2 separate regions of the Arachis hypogaea genome follow, and region 2 is linked to region 1. Evidence: chromatin contacts called from public Hi-C data. All regions are on one chromosome and are shown on one strand. Each heading gives the region's core, a stretch centred on a gene start, on an enhancer-like site or on the middle of the called end of the contact. The rest is flanking DNA. Distances are from core to core; before and after follow the strand shown. Region 1 holds the start of LOC112698673 (pathogenesis-related protein PR-1). Region 2 holds the start of LOC112698754 (PTI1-like tyrosine-protein kinase At3g15890).

Region 1 (4,343 bases), core at 963-3,462:
GTGATTCTTTTTGAATTACTTGCAGGCTTCTTACCATTTGATGATCACAATTTGATGAACTTATATGAGAAGGTATACTCAAAAGTGCAATAAATCTATACCATATCATAATTATGATAAAGAGTACACCTAATATGTGATTTGTAAAAAAGATATGCAGAGCAGCATACAAATGTCCACCATGGTTTACTCAAAGTCAAAAGAAACTAATTGCCAAAATATTTGTACCACGTCCTGGAAAGGTGGAAATTCTTCTAGGACTTTTACATTATGTGTTGTTATGCTTATTAATTAAGTGTAATTAATTAATGGATAATAATTCTTCAACTTCCTCTCTTGTTTCATCCAGAGGATAACTATTCCAGATATTATTGAAGATGAGTGGTTTCAAACAGATTATGAACCTGCTTGTGTATCTGAATGTGTTAAGAACATTAAGCTGGATGATTGTAATGTTGCATTTGATTCAGTTGAGGTAATAATTCCTTAAAAAACAGCAACTTCAAAAGAAAGTAACATAGATAAACTCACTCTTATTAATGATAACAATCTGTGCCTGTAGGAGAAAATCAGAGAATCAAAGATACCAAAGTCCTCAAGTTTCATTAATGCATTTCAACTAATAGCCATGTCACAGGACCTTGATCTTTCTGGCCTTTTTGAAGAAGAACAGGCATGTCTACAAATCTAAAAGAGGATTAATTTTCTATCTCTATGTTACATTCAATTATTACAGATGCTAATCTTTTCCAGTTTAATTTTAGGATCTCAAGAAGCAGAAGACAAGGTTTGGATCCAAACACACAATCAATGAAACAACAGAAAAAATTGAAGCTGCTGCAACAGATATGAGGTTGTCAGTAGAGAAAATAAACAACTTTAAGGTATAATTTGATTATTAATTAAATGTGTGTATGTAAATATGTACTTTTTTTCTAGAGTTTGGTACACCATATGGAATTAATTTCAATCTTAATATATCAGATAAAATTACACCCGAAACAGATGATGAATAGATGTTCTAGATCATACTTTGACCTATCAGCCCAGTTGATTGAAGTTGCTCCAACTCATTGTGTTGTAGAGATATCAAGATCTGCAGGAGATCTAAGAACATATACCAAAGTAAGAAAAATATTACTATAAGATGAATATGAAAGTTAATTTCATCAATTAGGTCACTGATTTTGATTTTGGTTATCACTTATCAGTTCTGTGAAAGTCTATCAAGTCTGCTGGAACAAAAATCTGGTTTGACATCATCACAGGAGCAAGAAGAATCTAAGGATGTTGCTGATTCAACGCATTTATGATAACTTTCAATTATCTATTTCAGCAATGAAGGGTTAGAGGATATAAATCTGCTTTAAGATTGACTTTATTCATTCAATGAAGTTATAGAATAAGTTCGCCAGGCTAAAGGGTTTGGCAATCAAGGATTATATCAAAGTCCAAAAGAATATGTAATTGTGATTATGTGAATGTGGAAATGTCATATTCACATAAATATTAAGCATGTTTTTCAAACAATGTTCTTGCCATTAAACAAAGTTCCAAGTAGCAAAAGACAAGAGTAGAACATTAAGTACCAATCTTCACATCATTATTTATTTACTTCAACATTGGTAGTTGTTACCTCGTTATTACAGTAATATAAGCATGCATGTGAACAACAGATATCACACTTGGTTGTTGTGACATGTGTAGATTTTATAGTTCTAGAACCTCCCATGGTGGGCACTCATGTCTCAGAGTATAGACAAGGGAAAACTCACGAGCACAACAGAGATCCCTTACTCACGGGGGAACTATCAACCATTAACCAACCATTCATCAATATTATTCAATCATCCTTATTCCTTCACAAGGGATAGTAATACTATAGTCTCTGCTAATATGCCAAAATTTTCCTACTCCACAAACCACAATAATGTGCCACATCTAAAGCTGAAAATGCCTTTTTATTTTAATATTAGAATACTAATCACTCACTAATCACATGACTTCATTATTGCTGATTCCCTTACACAACAACCCAGCTTAGATTCCAACCACACATTCATTTTCATTATTTCTAATGTCTAAGTATTTTATACTAATTAAGACACTCTCAACACTTAATTGGTTGGCCATTAACTCCATATATAAAGCAAGGTACATAGCTCAAAATTTGGTGCCAGACATACTAAAATTAACACAAAGTAATCCAATATGAAAATGAAACCCCATTTACTTCTCCTAATACTCTTGTTCCTCCTTGCCACCTTCACTACAAAAACTCTCTCATCTCCTTCTTCTTCATTAGTTTCTCGACTCAATCATCAACTAAGCCAGAAGAAAACAAGACCAAGCAACGAAACCATATACAAGGTATCAAAGCAACTATGCTGGGGGTGCATAGCAGAGTCACTAGAGTTCTTGTTCAGGCACAACCTGGTCCGAGCAACGAAATGGGAACTGCCACTGATGTGGGACTTCCAGCTTGAGCAATATGCAAGGTGGTGGGGCAGCCAGAGGAAACAAGATTGCAAGCTTGAACACTCATTCCCGGAGAACGATTTCAAGCTTGGGGAGAACATATTCTGGGGAAGTGGCTCTGATTGGACCCCAACCGATGCAGTGAAAGCTTGGGCTGATGAAGAGAAGTACTACACTTATGCAACCAATTCTTGTGAAGAAGGACAGATGTGTGGCCATTACACTCAGATTGTGTGGAAGACCACCAGAAAAATTGGTTGTGCTAGAGTTGTGTGCGATTCTGGTGATGTTTTCATGACTTGTAACTATGATCCTGTGGGAAATTATGTTGGGGAACGACCCTATTAAATTATATCAAATATATGGTATACTATAGTATATATTTGTGTATGCATTATGCAGTGGTTATTAATTATTATGCATGTTAGCGTGAATAGATAATATATGAAAACTATAAAGTACATAGGTGGTGGAATTGGCCTTTAATTATTTATTTATTAGTGTTTGAGATGAGACAATTATGTTAAGTGGTAAGTGAAGGGGTATCGTTAGTTGTTGGGGATCAGTTGCATGTCGTTACGACTTGTTTAAGTCAAGCTTGAAATAAAGTAATTAATAAACTATTAAATTGCCAGCTTAGTTGGCTTGCATTGCCCTATTTTTCAGTTTTAACTACTTTTTTTTATGTTAGGTTAACCTGCTCAAAACTCGTTCATTATTGATCATAATCCTAAGATCAGTCCAATAAGAACTTTTTTCTTTTTTCTTTTTATTAATATTTTTTTAAATAATCTATAAAAATGTAAATTCTCAAGAATTTATTTAACCTTCTTCTCTCTTTAATTATTTATAATGGTAGTAGTTTCAATATTAGTGGTTCATAGGTTTTTCAAATGTTAAATCCAATCGATAACTAATTAGTACGAGAGAGAGGCCAATGTGAACTTACTTTTGGGTGTAAGCAAGGGTCAAAAGTTGTTACTGACATTATATCTACTCTACTAGTAGACTTATTACTACACAGGCAAAATAACATTTTTTTTTTAATTTTTGGTCTTGAGTCAAAATAACTATTTTAGTATTTTACAACTGTAAGCAATCTTACCCTCCGAAAAGTTTCTATGCGTTGCCCAATTCAAGATCATCTTAATTCGGTTGCAGTAGTTGAGTATGTCCATACTCTGATCTGAAGGCTCTGCAAACATATCTGCCTACTCTGATTCAATCTAGTTAGAAATTAAATTTGAAAACAAAATACAACCAACCACCTCGTGGATTAATCAATTATAATTGTTTAAAATTCACTAATGTCTCCTAGTAATAAATGCTTTATATTCATCTTTGTTGTTTCAGTTTAGCTGATATATATTTTAATGTCACATATTAAATTACTAGTAATTCTTTTTAATAAATACATATTAAAATATTTTTAAAATTTAAATTTTATATATTATTATAAAAGAATTTTTAAGGATAATTTCAATATATATCTTTAAAATACTTGTTAACTAAATTATTTAATAAATATATATTAAAAACTAAATATTGAACATTTTTTTATAAAAATATTTTTATTTTGATTATTTTAAAATATATAATTATAATTATAACTAAGTTATATTATATACTTATAGCTGTTGTTTTTTTAAGAAAGTGAAATAAATCTCCATAGTAGTCTATGAGATTCGCCTGAATATTTAATGTTGTCCTTTAGATTTCGATTTTTCTATTGTAATCTTTCAGATAAAGTTCCGAGTATTCATAGTGGTTCCTGGACATATTTTTAGTGATGAGTCATCATCGGAACGTTGAAGTGGCATCGTTTTGCCACGCTGGATAGCTCTAACGGCTAGCTGGCTCATTTC
Region 2 (4,676 bases), core at 1,621-4,120, 140 kb before region 1:
TAGGAATCGTTTTCTGCATCACGTGCAATAAGTTACCCACGTACTAAAGAAACATCCTGATTAAGTGTTAAAGACAAGCATCAGAAGACAATCTCAAAAACTAAATATAGAATGAGGGAAAAGTATTGACTTTATATACATTGGAATTGCATAGGCACATTGTTCTAGCAATTTTAGACTCTGGTCCTATATCGGTAACAATCAATGTCTGTGGATCCCACAAGAATTTTCTAGCATCTAATTACGAATGATTAACCATGAATCAAGTGGTGTATATTCGTACTTCCCTGAGCTCATAGCAATTTTTCCTTTTTTTTTTCTTTTTTTTTCCTTTTCCTTGATTAGGCGATCGCAGAATTATTTCGTCTTATCCCCATCCCCCAATTGCCTTATCATATGAGTTGGGCCTCGACTATAATGGTCACTGCGAAAGTAAAAAGCCCATCCTGTTTTCTGCAAACAATATGTAGTGTTTTGGGCCTTTTACTTTTTCTGCTTTGTCTTGCTTTCAATACCATGACCTGACTGTTTTTTTTTCTTTATTTGGGGGGTTTAAGCCCCAATGTAAACAAAAAAAGGACTAAAATAAAAATTAACAATGACTCTGCTCCCAAATTATTTCCTAAATCTTAATATTAAGATAATTATCTGTACACCTAGTGAATTGAACATCTAGCCATTGTTAACTGTGTATGAATAAATTGAATCAAAAGAAATAACCATCTAATTAAAAATAATGAATATAATCATCTACATACTTATTAAATTGAACATCTGACATATTTATTGTTCACATTGTTTAGTAATTAGTATTCTCATTGTCTATCTATACTTTTCTCTAAAATAATTAATTTAAATTTATTAAGTGGTTAACTCACTCGTCCACTTAAAAAAATATTATAAATTTAAATTTCGTCTTGTACATGCAATAATTTCTTAACTATACATTAAATTGAGATCTAATTTACGATAAATTAATTCTTAATATACTGAATTAGGAATATTACAGAAAAAAATCATGACCAAAATAATAAAAATGTGTGCCACTTCTGACCCACCCATGAAAAGATATTATTACCCACGACCAGATTCAGAAAATTTTAGTAGTGGGGCAAAATTTATATAACATAATCATAATTTTTATAATAAAAATAATATATGTATAAAAAAATTAAATATTAAATTATTTATTAATCACTATATATCTGTGTATAAATATATATATTGTTTAACTTATTTTTATTTTGTATTTTATATTTTAATAGATAATTTTTTTATGTATATATAGCACAATTATTGTTATGATTATATTTTATTATTGAAAAATATGATTAGGCTTCAAAATATCTAATATACAAATTAAAACACTAAAATAGTAATTTAAATAATAATACATAATTTAAAATTCTATTGTTTTAGGTTTTATATTTTTAAAAAAGTAAGTAATTTTTCTCTTAATACTACTATCAAAATTTTTCTCTTTCTATATATATTATTAAACAATTATTTAGAAATTCACTTCCCAACACAATTAGAAGCCGACTCTTATTGATATTCATAGTTAAAAAAGTTCTTTCAATTAATACAGTTGCTACGCAAAAATTAAAGCTAATTTGAAAAGAAGATAAATAATATTTCTTTGAGTTAATTTAAAAAAAAACTAATTTCATTTAAATACGAGAATTGATCGTTTTAACGAATATCTAATATAAAATTTTTAAATTGACGATTAAATACCAAAAGTTGAATAAAAAATTATTGTAGAATTAAATTTAATAATTTAATAAAAACAAATAAATATTATTATCATATACTATTTAAAAAAATTTTAAATTATAAAATTTCAAATTGTAGTGGGGTGTTTGCCCCTACACCTCTATACTTGGATCCATCCCTGCCCACCACTGACTACTAATTTGCATTGAGCAGCGTATATAGTATTCATCAGATGTTTCTAACAAGAAATTCAATGAGAAAGATGGGAGAGAGTATTCCCTAAAAATATTTGGAAATGAATAAAAAGTATGTAAAACATATATACGAATGTCATCTAGCAGTTTGGAATTGAATCGATTAAAAAATGGAATGTCAATATTTATTTCCTGCATATTTTCAAGATACATACTTGGGCACCGAGAATTCGTCCACTTGGCATAATAAGAGTTTCTGATTACTTTTCAAGAGTTTTGCCTCTAGGCAACTTGAGATCATCAGATATACGGATTTGAATTTTTTAAAGTTTAAATTTTACTCTAAAAAATAAAATATGATTTTATTATTAATTTCATAGGTGAGACAAAAAATAAATATAAAAAAAATTATTTAAAAATAAATAATCATACTTAATTTTTTAAATTAAAATTCAAATTTTAGAGAATTTAAAACTAAAGTTTATTGGTTATGGAGTCATATCATTCTTAGTCCTATGGTTATTATCACGTAAACTAAGTCAGGTGGCCACAATATTAAATAAGTTTTTTTTTTTTAAAAAAAAGAAAGAAAGAAAGAAAGTCGTCTCTTACCCAAACCAAGTACTACTATTTCTATTGAGAATATTTATAGTTTTTTCCCGCTTGGGGCGTATACCATTAAAACATTATTCAGTCAAACATAATTAACACGGGCAACTAATAAACTCGTTTATACAATAAAAAAAACTAATAATGCATTTATTAGTAAAGGGTTGGAAAAAGACTATTTTCATTTATTTATTTATAGCGCCTGATAAAGTTAGTTCCTTATACTATAAATTAATAACAAAGTCGTGGGAGAACGGCCGAAAATCAAAATTAAGGGAATAAACTTTGTTAATGATATAGAGACCTATTTGTTCATATATATATATATATATATATATATATATGATGTTAAATGCAAAGTATACGTATTTACGTAATAGTATTATTTTGAAGAGCCTTCGTTATTTAGTTGTTAATGCAAAGTTGAATTTTAAAAGGCAGAAGCCGGCCAAGGTCGATTCGGCCGGCGTTTACAAAAGATATATAATATAAAGTTATCTTTTTTTGGTAATATGGACTTGAATGAATTGTATTTGATATATAGAAAGAGAAAGGGCTGCATGTATGTGTATAGTACTCTCGAAAACAGTATATTCTATTTGCACACAACAAGCTTCATTCACTACACTAATTAATTAAGCACATACCTTTCTTAATTCATCGATCTCATAAGGTATAGTGCAAAGTAATTAGTATGGGATCCTCCCTGAGTTGCTGTGGCTCTGACAAAATTGAAGAAGCAGCGTATGTCTAATTTAATTTATTGTTGATTATTAGCTGTTAGAAAGAGAAATTTTACTTTTGGTGCGAAATAATTAATAATGTTGGTGGTTGCAGGCAAACAGCATTTGGTGCAGTTAACAATTCATGGAGAATATTCACGTACAAGGAGCTGCATGCAGCTACGAATGGATTCAGTGAGGACAATAAGCTTGGTGAAGGTGGATTTGGAAGCGTGTATTGGGGAAAAACAAGTGATGGTCATGAGGTAACTATATTTAATTTTGATATTTTATACGTGCATCCAATATCACATGACTATTTACTGCGTAAATAGTCATAAAAGAACCAGAAATATAACTATTTATATATTTGAAGAAGAGTGTTGAGATTCAGTAGATTTTGTGATTTGTAGTCATTAATTAACTATTAATAATGTTTTTAATAGTGTAAAATTTTATTTAATGATAAAAAATTACTCATTTATCTTTTACTATTGACCAAATTTTAATAAAAATACTGATATCCTACACTTTCTTCTGAATCTCTTGGCGTAAGATTTAATTTGAATGAAAGTGTTGGCAGATAGCGGTGAAGAAACTGAAGGCAATGAACTCGAAGGCAGAGATGGAATTTGCGGTAGAAGTAGAAGTACTGGGAAGGGTTAGGCACAAGAATTTGTTGGGACTGAGAGGGTACTGTGCAGGGAATGAAGAAAGGCTTATAGTGTACGATTACATGGCGAATCTGAGCCTTCTTTCTCATCTGCATGGGCAGTTTGCAAATGAAGTGCAACTGGATTGGAAAAGGAGAATGAAGATTGCAATTGGATCTGCAGAAGGAGTGTTGTATTTGCACCATGACGTCACACCACACATCATCCACAGAGACATCAAAGCAAGCAACGTTCTTCTCAACTCAGACTTCGAGCCGCTTGTTGCTGACTTCGGCTTCGCTAAGCTGATCCCTGAAGGGGTTAGCCACATGACTACCCGTGTTAAGGGCACTTTGGGATACTTGGCACCCGAATACGCCATGTGGGGAAAAGTCTCCGAGAGTTGCGATGTTTATAGCTTTGGGATTCTTCTCTTGGAGCTTGTAACTGGAAGAAAGCCAATTGAGAAGCTCCCTGGTGGGATTAAGAGAACCATAACCGAATGGGCTGAGCCATTCATAAGTAAATCAAGGTTCGGGGATCTTGTTGATCCTAAACTCAGAGGTAACTTTGATGAGAATCAGGTGAAGCAAGCCATTCATGTGGCTGCACTTTGCGTGCAGAGTGAGCCTGATAAGAGACCCAACATGAAGCAAGTGGTTAACCTTCTCAAAGGGTATGAACCCAATCATAACACTGTTTTGAACACTAGGCTTCACACTGTCAAATACACTGATACATTGATGCCACTTGATCATCATGGTGATGATGATCTTGATGAT

The links. Hi-C and Micro-C count contacts between places; a contact is called where the count stands out from the background.
Region 2: a contact with region 1 is called in a Hi-C map of leaf, with 8 times the contacts expected there. The contact joins the promoter of LOC112698754 here to the promoter of LOC112698673 in region 1. A contact is called at or near these places in 2 of 8 Hi-C or Micro-C datasets (both in leaf).

What each region holds. Positions count from the first base shown.
Region 1 is chr1:96,450,038-96,454,380 of arahy.Tifrunner.gnm2.J5K5, reverse strand. LOC112698673 (pathogenesis-related protein PR-1) reads left to right here and starts at 2,212. Exons shown (of 1, transcript XM_025751654.3): 1 at 2,212-3,136. The coding sequence starts at 2,212. The coding sequence ends at 2,826. LOC112698637 (CBL-interacting serine/threonine-protein kinase 21) reads left to right here. Exons shown (of 12, transcript XM_025751652.3): 7 at 1-72; 8 at 350-475; 9 at 563-673; 10 at 765-884; 11 at 985-1,125; 12 at 1,212-3,136. The coding sequence ends at 1,313.
Region 2 is chr1:96,586,305-96,590,980 of arahy.Tifrunner.gnm2.J5K5, reverse strand. LOC112698754 (PTI1-like tyrosine-protein kinase At3g15890) reads left to right here and starts at 2,870. Exons shown (of 3, transcript XM_025751659.3): 1 at 2,870-3,263; 2 at 3,357-3,507; 3 at 3,825-4,676. The coding sequence starts at 3,214.